Regions from separate parts of the Macaca mulatta genome. Here region 2 is linked to region 1. The links are chromatin contacts, called in public Hi-C maps. All regions are on one chromosome and are shown on one strand. The core of a region is the stretch at or near the end of the contact, and the rest is flanking DNA. Distances in the headings are between cores, read along the strand shown.

Region 1 (6,455 bases), core at 1,223-3,722:
CGTTTTACATGTGTCATACCCAGCTCTTTCTTAAAGGATATGGAAAAGCATTTTAATTGCAGAAACTTATTGGTGAATTTCATCCCCATGCCTTCAAATGTGTAAACCCCACAGGGTTTAAAAAAGCAGAGAGGTAGCAGGGCGCGGTGGCTCACGCCTGTAACACCAGCACTTTGGGAGGCAGAAGCGGGCAGATCACGAGGTCAGGAGATCAAGACCATCCCGGCTAACACATGAAACCCTGTCTCTACTAAAAATACAAAAAAATTAGCTGGGCGTAGTGGCGGGCGCCTGTAGTCCCCGTTACTTGGGAGGCTGAGGCAGGACAATGGCGTGAACCTGGGAGGCGGAGCTTGCAGTGAGCCAAGATCCGCCACTGCACTCCAGCCTGGGTGACTCCGTCTCAAAAAAAAAAAAAAAAAAAAAAAAAGCAGATAGGCTGGGTGCAGTGGCTCATACTTGTAATTCCAGCACTTTGGGAGACTGAGGTTGGTGGATCACTTGAGCCCAGGAGTTCAAGACCAGCCTGGGTAACATGGTGCAACTCCTTTTCTACTAAAAGTACAAAAAATTAGCCAGGTGTGGTAGTGTGCATCTGTGATCTCAGCTACCTGAGGTTGGAGGATGGCTTGAGCCCAGGAGGTTGAGGCTGCCATGAGCCATGACTGTGCCACTGCACTCCAGCCTGGGTGAAAAAAAAAAAGTAGATAAAAAAATATTGAACACATAGGCCAGGCGTGGCAGCTCATGCCTGTAACCCCAGAACTTTGGGAGGTTGAGGTTGGCGGATCACCTGAGGTCAGGAGTTTGAGACCAGCATGGCCAACATGGTGAGACCTTGTCTCTACTAGAAATACAAAATTAGCTGGGCACAGTGGTGGACACCCATAATTCCAGCTACTCAGGCTGAGGCAGGAGAATTGCTTGAACCCGGGAGGCGGAGGTTGCAGTGAGCCGAGATTGCGCCACTGCACCGCAGCCTGGGCAAAAAGAGTGAAACTCTGTCTCAAAAAATAAATAAATAAATAAATAATAAATAAATAAATAAATAATAAATAACCTCTGATAACAGGAGCTCATAATTTCTCAGGGTACAATCTTATGGCAGTTTCTCTCCTGGGCTGTAAAATATATCTCTATTAGTCAAAGAATGATCTGCATAGAGCACAAAGGCCAATATTATCCTAGCGATGGATAACATTGATTTTTTCTTTAAATGCTGGAAGGCATTTGAGGGTTTGATGATAAAACTACAGCATAGCACCTATTTAGTTTTATAAAGCTAACATAGTATTAAAGCCTATAAAACACAACTTCTTATGTAGTCAAAGGATTAGTATTGCAAAATGAAAAGTTTTCTTATAGAGTCAAAAACATATGAACAATCACCTTTACTTGTCCCTAGAACCAGAGAACTGAAAAAACCTTCCATTTCAATACGAATTTATTAATTTCTTATTACTACCAGTACAGGCATGTGTAAGCGTTCAGATCTCAGCCTACTACTTTCAGGAAGGACAAAAAGCATCTAAATGTGTTTTACTTGATATCCCTGAAAGAATAGCACCACGATCTATTTTCATCTGCCTTATTTCAAGGTGTAATTGTTGTTGATATTTATAGATTGAAGTTTCTGTGTCTATTCTAATAATTAGCAGAACTCCAATTCATATTTGCATTTTTAAGTTTTCACTCCCAACAAGTCTGAAGATAGTTTTCCTAAAATACACAGATCCTCACTGTACTCCTTCAAGTCTTCCAGAGATGATGTGAACCAGCGACTCAGAATTCAATGAATATAAAGTGCAGGGCCTACACCTGTAACACACTACGTATTTGGAAGGATTTTCAATGCACCTTTAGATGTGTATCAAATAAAAATCTCTTACCCTATTGTTGGGTTGATGTTTGGATCAAAACTGTCTTCCACAAACCGCCACACAATACTCGATTTACCTACACCTGTATCCTGAAAGAGAATGAGACGTGTGACTGAGAAAAGTTTACCTTTTGGCAGACACCAAAAACTACTTTGTGGCGTAAGTTCAGGATTTTAGAAAAATCACCCTAGATGTGTAAATTTTATAAACTGAGGAACACAAAAGCGATTGTCATAAAAATTCAGTGGAGTAATTAGGAAATTCCAAATGTGCTAAAAGAGTGAGGTTTTTGCAGTTTTTAAGACAGATTAGGACCTTTTGAAAGACCCAAAGTTTCTGCTTCGTGTAAAAAGTAACAAGTCCACTTGCTTTCTAACATATGTTAGTAAACTTTGAACTCCTGGGTTACCTCTGAGTAATCCCTGAAGAATCCTAGCCCCACCCTATTTTGGGGGAATAAAGATTAGTTAATGGAGTTCCTGTCTATCTTTTAAGGCAGAAACTGGAATGACAGCATCAATTTCAGAAAGAAGGCTTTGAAATGGCCAACCTTGTCCTTCCTGACAAGACAGGAAGCTGAAGCTTCAAACTAGTCTTTGGGGCTTCCTGATTTGAACACCCCCTTTCTCCACGGGAAGAGTTACTTGGCAAAGTAACTCTTTGGAGAAGTGGCAGGGGTATCCCACAAGTTCAAAAACACCCTCAAGAGACAAAGTAGTCTAATGCTGCTTGTAAAACCTAAAGACCTGTTATGGGTTTTGCTTGAGAAGACTCGGCCAACTCCCTCCCAACTAATACCTTGGTAAGTTGGGAGAAAACTATTTAAAAGCCTCTCCTAACCCAGATGCAATGGAGAGGCAAGGCGGGGCTGTTTGCTCTTTAAGGGGCGGGAAGAGTCCACGGGCTCCAGGGAGGGGAAGGGGAAGGGGAAGGGTCCCTCCGGCCTCCAGGACCTTCTGGAGGGTGCAAGAGGTGGGCGGGACAGCTCCTGACCTGGAGGGAGGGTCCACGGGGCTGGAGACAGCGTCTTGGACGGGGGATGGGGGAAAGAATGAGGGGACATGGGGGATCCGGGGTCCCCGCCAGCCCAGCCTCCCGTGGCCCTCCCGGCCAGACCCACCGCCACTCACCCCGAGCAGACACACTTTGAGCTCCCTCAGCGCCATGGCCCGGGAGCCACGGGCGCGGGCCCGCCGCCGCCCTAAGTTGAGAAAGGAGAGGCCGGGCCCAGCAGGAGCATCCCCTGGCGCCGCTGCCGCCAGACAGCCCAGCCCCGGTCCGCGCAGAGGCGGCTGCCGCCCGTCCTCTGGCCCTAGGTTCTGCCTGTCCGCTGCCAGCCGCGTGGGGCCCGCCTTAGCAGCCTGGACGCCGCCGCGGCCTTCCGGGCGCCGCCGCCGCCGCCATCTTGGGACGCCGGCCGGGTCACCTGACCTCCCCGCCCACCTCGGCAGCCACCTTCACTGAGAGGGCGGGGCCGACCGGCCGGCGCGGGCCGGGGGCGGGGCCTGAAACCTACGGCCCCGCCCCTGTCTACAGGCTCCCCCACCCCTGTCCGTCCAGCCTCCAGGCCCATCCCAAGATGGCGGGTGAGTGGGGTTGGGTTCGGGGGACGCCGGGGGTGCTTCCCTCCCTCTCGCCCCGTGACCACCCCGCGAGGCCGAGGGGCCCCTGCCCGACCCCGTCCTCTCTCGCCGCAGCCCCCTGGTAACTCCTTGTGTGTTTCTTGGTTTTCAGAGATCCCCCTGTACTTTGTGGACTTGCAGGATGACTTAGACGACTGTAAGTAAGAGTTGGGGCACCCCTATCCCTCCCTGGGACGCTCTCAAAGAATTCAGGGTGCACGAAGCGCGGGGCAGGGAACTCTCAAGCCAGGCCCTCCTCGTCAGGACCAGAACAGCGGGACCCCCAACTGCCTAGATCCACTGGGGGCGGTCCCTCCCCACTGGGCGGGGCGGGCTGAGGGTGGGAGCCCTTCCCTCGAGGGAAGGATTTTTGTTGTTGGGGAAACTTTTGACTTCCTGTCACTTCTTTTCTTCCTACGCCTGCAGCTGCCCCGGGATGGGCGGAGGGGGTAGTTCCAAGTCCTAGTCGACTCAGGGCGGGGGGCCCGCCACCTGGGAGTTGGGTGACTTCCCTCTCAGGGCCTCGCCCTTTTCCTAGGGACTTTTAGGAGTGCTGGGGGGTTGGGGAGGTCCCGCTCTCGGTGTGGCCAGCTACGGAATTCACGGACTTCTCAAGTGTCCTGGCCACAAGCCCAGCTCCATCTCTTATCCCATGGAGTCCATTGGCCCCCGCATTTCTTGGGTGGGTCCCTTGTCCCTTCTTGCCCTCTTCTTTGAAATCATGTTAAGGGCTGGTAGCTGGGGGAGGTGTCATCTTGGAAATCCAAGTTCGCATTTGTGGTGAAGGAAGGAAGCATTTCCTCTCCCGTCAAGAAACATTTATTGAGCAGCTACTTGCTCTGGGCTCCGGACCTGCAAGGATGTGTTGGAAACAGCTCTACACGCAGGGAGCTCACAGAATGTGGGAAACAGAAAGATAACAAGCACCCGAGTGCTGCTGGTGAAGAAGCCCTATATAAATCATCCAAATAACTAACATTAATTGGGGGTGTACTGTACGCCAGTCATATACAGTACTTCCTCTCATCTTTCCTTCCATACCTGTAGGTTTCCTAATAGTAAAAGTTGGTATGTACTGAAAACTTACCATGGACCAGACAGCGTTAAACTCTTTCTTTTGTTTTGAGGCGTAGTCTTGCTCTGTAGCCCAGGCTGGAGCACAGTGGCAGGATGTCGGCTCACTGCAAGCTCCACCTCCTGGGTTAACGCCATTCTTCTGCCTCAGCCTCCCAAGTAGCTGGGACTACAGGCGCCCGCCACCATGCCTGGCTAATATTTTGTATTTTTAGTAGAGACGGGGTTTCACCATGTTAGCCAGAATGATCTCGATCTCCTGACCTCGTGATCTGCCCACCTCGGCCTCCCAAAGTGCTGGGATTACAGACGTGAGCCACCGCGCCCGGCCCAGTGTTGAACTCTTGACACACATTAACTCAGAGGGCGCAGTCTCGGCTGGGTGCAGTGGCTCAGGCCTGTAATGCCAGCACTTTGGGAGGCAGAGACGGGCAGATCACTTAAGGTCAGGAGTTTGAGACCAGCCTGGTCAACATGATAAAACCCTGTCTCTACTAACAATACAAAAATTAGCCGGGCATGGTGGCACACGTCTCTAATTCCAGCTGCTTGGGAGACTGAGGCAGGAGAATCGCTTGAACCTGGGAAGCAGAGGTTGCAGTGAGCGCCACTGCACTCCAGCCTGGGCAACAGAGCAAGACTCCGTCCCAAAAAAACAAAACAAAACAAGGGGCGGTTTTGTTAAAGTGGCATCACACTTTTGAAAGGTCAAAAGCTGACGGTTAAGAGCTCGGTGTCTGTGGAATCCAATGGCCAAGAGTGAAATCCCGTATCACTGTTTACTAGCAGTGTGATCCTAGGCAAGTCAATGTACCACTCTATGCCTCAGCGACCTCATCAGTAAAATGGGCATTATAGCAGCCCACCTCAAAAGGCTTTTGTAAGGAATTAAATGATTAAAGGATTTAGCACAATGCCTACTATGTAATAAATACTTGGTAAATATTGGCTGCTGTTACTGTGATTAATGTGGTCATTATTAGTGGTTATTTAACACTGTTGAGCCCGGTACAGTATAGATCCAGGTTTACCGAGCTGCATGTTTCAACTGGTAGGCATGCTCAGATTGAAGGAGTTGTATCATTTCCATTGATAAACAATGTTTAGCTGCCATGTGGTGCTTCTCATTCATAGATTTGGTATTTGGTCTGACTGGAAAGCTATTTTCTAGCTGTTTCAGTTATCTAACCACCCCAAAACTCAATGGCTTAAACCAACAGCATTCGATTTCCCACAAATCTGTGGGTAGACTGGGTGGTGATTCTGCTTAATGTGGTTTCATCTGAGGAAGTCCGAATGATGTCACTTACGTGGGTGGCATAGGTCCTGGCTGTTGGCTAGGAGATCTGCCAGGACTATTGGCCAGGACCTCAGTTCTCCGTCAGGTGCCCTTTCCACTTGAACCTAGGCTAGGTAAGCCTTCTTACAGTATAGTGGCCACAGGGTAGTTGCACCTCTTTTCTGATGACTGCCTGCCTTCAGTCCTTTTTTGCCTATGTATGTACAAAAAAGGAAGTAAGGGATTATATAGGAAAAAATTATGATCTTTGGACAAATCTTTGAACAAATGTTAGTGTTTGAGACTTGTGATTAAAAAGGCTTAATAACTCTTTAGCAGACAGCTGAAGACTTGCCCCAATAAGGAAGGAAACCACCGTTACGTCTCTGAACATAATCACACCTTGGGTAGGACAACTCTAGGAGCCTCCTGGGGGCTTCCTGTTTGGGCAAGGGTAGGAGCTGTGGAATGCTGTACCTTGGGAGTTTATAACATAATTGATCTGTACGCGAGGGCACGCTCATTCGTGCCGCCCTGCTTCTACCCCTACACCTCCCCATGGTAGTATTGGGAGGTATTATCATACCATTATTGGCAGAA
Region 2 (5,818 bases), core at 2,317-4,816, 82 kb before region 1:
TTAGGCTGCATTTAAAAGATAATTTTTCCTTTGAATGGGCATTTTAGTTATTACCTTCTTAAGTAGTTAGCTCAGAGGTTCATCTAGGTGAACCACCAGAAATCAGAGTCATCACCCTGAGTAACCTGGAAGAAACCAGTTAAATGTGCCAGTTTTCATCCTGAAATGAATTATCTCTAAGTAAGTCAGGGTATTGAGTCTCTATTAATTGTACTGTCTTAGCATTCAGTTTAAAACAAACAACACAACTCATGACGTCGTTTAAAAACACACACAGATGTCTCTTCTAAAGTTATAAGCCAGAGGCCTTCAACAATTTGGTACCATCTCTCTTGGACCACTTCCCCAGCAAAAATATCCAGTGACTTTGGCATTATTACTTTGGCCAATCCAGGGCCAGAATGATCCCTCTTCTCTGCCACACCTTTCAGGTACAGAAGTGATGAAACCACTTAAGTGGTTAAGTGGTTGTCTAATCTCTGTATAGTACTACGCACTTACAAAGCCGCTAACAGCCATGTCATTCCTTTTAAACACTTTCTACAAGAGGCAAGGTGGACATGAGCATCATCCCCATTGACCAAAGAATGACCCCAGGCTTTGAGGAGTGAAGTGGCCTAAGGTCACACATCTTTCAGTAAAACAACTGAACAAAATCTTGAATTTTCTCAAATGAGTGCCTCTTTCCATAACATCCTATTAGACAACAGAGTTTGTACTGGGATTTGGGGGTTTTCAGAAAGTTAATGCAAGGAAGGACTGCTCAAGGAGAAGCAACACAATTTTAACTTGGACACTGGCTGCATCTATGCATAAAGGGACTGAGGTCTGACTCCTGTCTACTCACCAGCCTTGTCTGCCATCTTGCCGGGCAACCACAACAAATTTTCTTTGTTGCTGTCATTCACAACTACTAGTGGTGGCTGGGCACAGTGGCTCACGCCTGTAATCCCACCACTTTGAGAGGTCAAGGAGGGCAGATCACTTGCGGTCTGGAGTTTGACACCAAACTGGCCAACATGGTGAAACCCCGTCTCTACTGAAAATACATTTTTAGCCAGGCGTAGAGGCACACGCCTGTATATAATCCCAGCTACTCAAGAGGCTGAGGCAGGAGAATCGCTTGAACTTGGGAGGCGGGGGTTGCAGTGAGACAGCACGTCTCTGCACTCTAGCCTGGGTGACAGAGTAAGACCTGCATCTCAAAAAAAAGAAAAGAAAAAGAAAAAAAAGAACTACTGGGCATCCCAAAGGAGCCCAGTCATCTCAGTGTTTGTGCCTCTGTGCATGCAATTTCCTCTGTCTGAAATGTTCTCACCCTTTCCTTCTTTGAGCCTTCTTCTACTCAACCTTTATAACTGAGCTCAAATGACACCTCCTTCAGGAGCTTACCTCCTCAATGCTCCTGGGGCACTCTGAACTACCCTACATCATTGTCCTGTCCTGGCTGTTGTTCTCATCTGTCCCCTTCCCTAAAGTACTGGGAGGAGGTTGAGGGAAAATGGGAGAGTACAGCTGATATGACTTGGCTTCTCCGGGTGTCTGACACACAGATCAGGTACTCAGTAAATGTTTGTGGACTAACCGAATGAACCCACCAATTCTCAGGAGAAGCCAAGCCAGGCCTCCCAGACAGAAAAAGAACTTCAGACAACTCAAGTGGAAACCATGGCTCACCACTTTAGCCACCTGGCCTCCTTTTCCAATCTGGCGTTCCCAGAAAGCCATGAGCGCATCATGAAACCTCAAGTACTATCCTGGAATTTCGATCCCCGGTAGGTTTGGTGGGGTTTTTTTGTTTTTTTCATTTTAATTGGAAAGCCTTTGGTTCTCTGTAAATTCAGAGTTATTTCACATTGTTAACTTGGAAGGCAAAGTGACAGCCACCGTTCTGGAGTATTTCCCAGCGATCAGACAGCGTAACGGTTAACAGCGTGAACTCTGAAGTCTGGGTTCAAATGTACCACTTGCCAACTGGGTAACTTTGCATAAGTTACCCTACACTACTTCCCAATAGGACATATAAACTGAAGAACCTCTGGCCATTCATTAATACCAGCTGAACATCTACTGTGAGCCCGCTGCTAGCGATATAGTGGAGACCTGACCTTCCAATCTACAGTACACTTCCATGGAGTCAAACTGTTCCATTTCCTACACAGCACTTAGCACTATCTGCAAAGATCACGTGTGCTGGTTTGCCTGTCCTCGTCGGAAGGTAAGCTCTATGAGAACAGAGGCCTTGTCTGTCTTGTTCATCCATCACCTCCCCAGTGCCTTCCACGGATCTGTAACGATGTTGTGTGCTGGTTTGTCTGTCCTCGTCGGAAGCTAAGCTCTCTGAGAGCAGAGGCCTTGTCTGTCTTGTTCATCCATCACCTCCCTAGTGCCTTCCACATCACTGGATACAAGCAAAAAGAAGGAATGAGCATGTCAGACCTTTTACCTCGTGGCCCTGGTGAAGGTAGGAAAAAAAAAAAAAAAAAGAACAACATAGAAAACATAAAGGCACAAATTACAGAGATAATAGTGTCTGGGAGAAACCAGGGTCATGGTTTCCCACCACCGCAGGTGTTGCTCCAGGCAGCTCTGCGGAGCAAAAGGATCCCAGCACCTTGGCAGCCTCCCTCAGCTGCATCCAGGAGGCACCATGAGGGAGGCAGTGAACGGAAAATGGGACCAATCCCATCAGAAGGCCTGAGGAGGTTCATTTGTTGGTTCAACAGGTATTTCCTAGGCGTCTAATGTGTGCTGGGTACACAGCAGCGAACTGACAAGAGCCTGTCCTCATGCAGTTTCCTTTCTAGTGTTGAAACAGTGATTTTGAGTACGAAAAGTGCGGTGCTGACCACGAAACAGTGACAGAATGGGGACAGCAGGAGAGCAGGTGTGCACGGTGGGCTGGGTGGCCACAGCAGGCCTCTCTGGGCAGGTGATACCTCAACTAAACCCTGAGGTCAACACTGTCACAGAGCAGGGGAAGAACCTTCCAGGCAACAGCAGCGGCGGAGGCTCACACTAAAGTGATCACAAACTGGTCACTAAGTTACAAGGCAAAGTGACAAGTGCCTCGAAGGCAAGTCCCAGGAGGCTGGGGGTCGGGGAGGAGGCAGAGGCCCTAGCTCCTGCACCAGCCCTCTCGGGTCCCGGCCGCTCCGCGCATTTCTGGGGCGCGCGCTGAGCGCCAAGGCCCGGCCCGGCCTCGCCGGCCCCCACGACAGCGCCGTCGGGGTGGGGACGAGGGCCGACGTCACCCGCCGCGCCGGACTCCGTCCCTCCAGCACTGGGGCGGGGGCCGCAAGCATGAAGGTGGCGGCCTCTGGGGCTTACCTCGGAATTTGAGCTCGTGCTGCGGCTCGAGGCTCAGGACCTGCTCCACCTTCGCCATGTTCCTCAGCGGCGGAGCACCTTTGGCGGGGAGACCCCTGAGAGGTCACCGGGGCGGGAAGCGTTAATGCCGCGCCCGCTTTAAGTTTTACAAAAAAGGGGGGACCAGTCGGGGCACGGGTGAGAGTCTTCGACGGGGTGCGCGCGCTGGGGGGGGTCGTTCTACGCGGTGCAGGCTCAGGGGCGGAGGGCGAGGGCGAGGCCGCGGTGCCCGGCGAGCTGACGGCACGCACGCACGCACGCACGCACGCACAGGCGTACACACGCACGCACGCAGCAGGCTGGCCCGCTCGGGCGGCGGGAAGCTGCGCCCTGCGCCGCCAGCTCCAGGGGCGGGGACTAAAGCTGCGCGCGTGGAGCCCCACCCGGGACAGTGCGCAGGCGCGGTACAAGCCACGGGGGCGGAACTGCAGGGCAGCAAGGGGCGGGGCTTCGCGCTGCTCAGGAGGCGGGGTTTGTAGTCCGGCTACGACTGCAGCCGCGAAAACTATTAAGGGTCCGCTGGGGGCCAGCCTCGTGTTAAATGCTTTATTCAGTAACAACAATTAGAATAAACTTCCACTTTTCTCTTGCTTATGTAGTGCCAGGCACTGTTAGAGACTTTGAATAATAGTCAAAGTACTTAGTATAAACATGATGTTTATGGGTGAGTGATATGGGCTAAGCACTGTGACGTCTTGTAAATAATAATTATAAATATAATAAACTACCAATTATTGCTTATTTCGTATCACTCTGCTGAATGCTTCCAATGACAACAGCAGCTACAATAAATACAAGCTACTCTACGTTAAATGTTTATTAGGCAACTGGCACTGTGCTGAATTTTTACTAGTAAATTCGATTTGTTTATGCAATAAATATTTAGAAATACAATGATCAGAAAAGCTAACCTGATTCCAATCCTTTTACTGTAGCCTAGTGAAGAGACATTTTGAATAAATAACCACACAAGTAAGTTAAATAATTAAAAATTGCTGGAGAATCCAGATCTGCTTGACCTCAAAAATGGATACTCTACATCATGATTACCGTTTAAATTGTATTTCATTATATTATGTTCACTGTGAAAGTAAAGTAGGTGTTCTTAATAGTCTCCTATACATACCAATATAGGTGAAACAAACATGGCAAATTGCTAACAATGGCTGACTTGACATCGCAGGTACATGGTTTTCTTGTACTGTTTCTCCCACTTTTCTGTATACTTGAAATTTTTCATGATAAACAGATTTCTTGGAAGAATAATCTTTGTATTTTAACTGTAGCATTTAGTCCATTTACATTTATTATATTTACTAATATATCTGGAATTATTTCTACCATCGTATTTTGTTATTTCTACTTGTCCTGCCTGTTTTGTTTTTCTTTTTTTTTTCCCCTTTCTTCTTTGGGGTTTATTTTTATTCTCATTCTTATTTTCTTCACCTACATACTCTATTTCTAAGTTTTAGTGGTTACTTGAAAATTTTGGGCATGCATGCTTACCTTGTGAAAGTCCAGTATGTTTAAATATTTGTAAAAATGTCTTTACCCTGTTTCCTTAAAATATGAAGACTTCGGAGTACTTTAATCACCCATCCTCTAAATTAGACACCTTAATGTAGTGTATGTTAAGTTTAACCTTTGCCATTTTAACCCCAGGAGACATTATTAAATTGTTTTATACAGTCAACATTAATTTAGATTCAGCCACACAATTACCATTTTTATTCTTCTTCTTGCATCTTAGCTTTCATGAACAGGATCACTCTCCTTTTGCCTGAAGTAAATCCTTTAAATTTTACTTTTTTGTAGGTTTGTTGGTGCAGACCCTCTCAGTTTCTGTTCGTCTGCAAATGCATTCGTTTTTGTCTTTTGTTGTTTTTTATTTATTTATTTTTGGAGATGAGGTCTTGCTCTGTTGCCCATGCTGGAGTGCAGTGGCATGATCATGGCTCACTGTAGCCTGTATCTCCCAGGCTGAAGCAGTCCTCCCACCTCAGACTCCCATGTACCTGAGACTAAAAGCATGCACCTCCATGCCAGGCTAATTTTCTTTATTTTCTGTAAAATCTCACTATGTTGCCCAGGCTGGTCTCAAACTCCTGGGCTCAAGTGATCCTCCAGCCTCAGCCTCCAAAGTGCTAGGATTACAGGCATGAGCCATTGCACCTGGCCTTGTCCTTGTTCTTGAAAGATGTTTTGGCTTCCTTGCTTGAATGACAGCTGTCCTCTCTCAGCACAGTTGATTGCCATCCACTGTTTGCCTGCTCCCCCTCATTGCTCCTCAGGAGTCCAGTGACAATCTTACATCGTTCCCTCATAGGTTGTTGGTCTTTTCCCCCTCTTCTCATGTTCTACAGTTTTACCTTGCTGTATCTTTTTTTTTTTTTTTTTGAGACGGAGTCTTGCTCTGTCCCCCAGTCTGGAGTGCAGTGATGCCATCTCA

Evidence for each region. A called contact is a pair of places that touch in the nucleus more often than the background predicts.
Region 2: a contact with region 1 is called in a Hi-C map of fetal cortex germinal zone, with 1.6 times the contacts expected there. The contact joins the promoter of VAPB here to the promoter of LOC699403 in region 1. A contact is called at or near these places in 2 of 14 Hi-C or Micro-C datasets (blood and fetal cortex germinal zone).

The regions. Positions count from the first base shown.
Region 1 is chr10:111,107,075-111,113,529 of T2T-MMU8v2.0, reverse strand. LOC699403 (serine/threonine-protein phosphatase 4 regulatory subunit 1) reads left to right here and starts at 2,472. Exons shown (of 19, transcript XR_013400073.1): 1 at 2,472-2,682; 2 at 3,615-3,659. It overlaps RAB22A (RAB22A, member RAS oncogene family), which reads right to left and starts at 3,321. Exons shown (of 7, transcript NM_001193817.3): 1 at 3,011-3,321; 2 at 1,890-1,969. The coding sequence starts at 3,046.
Region 2 is chr10:111,190,725-111,196,542 of T2T-MMU8v2.0, reverse strand. VAPB (VAMP associated protein B and C) reads right to left here and starts at 3,566. Exons shown (of 6, transcript NM_001257488.1): 1 at 3,331-3,566. The coding sequence starts at 3,388. LOC144332204 (a long non-coding RNA gene) reads left to right here and starts at 1,103. Exons shown (of 2, transcript XR_013400081.1): 1 at 1,103-3,231; 2 at 3,282-3,640.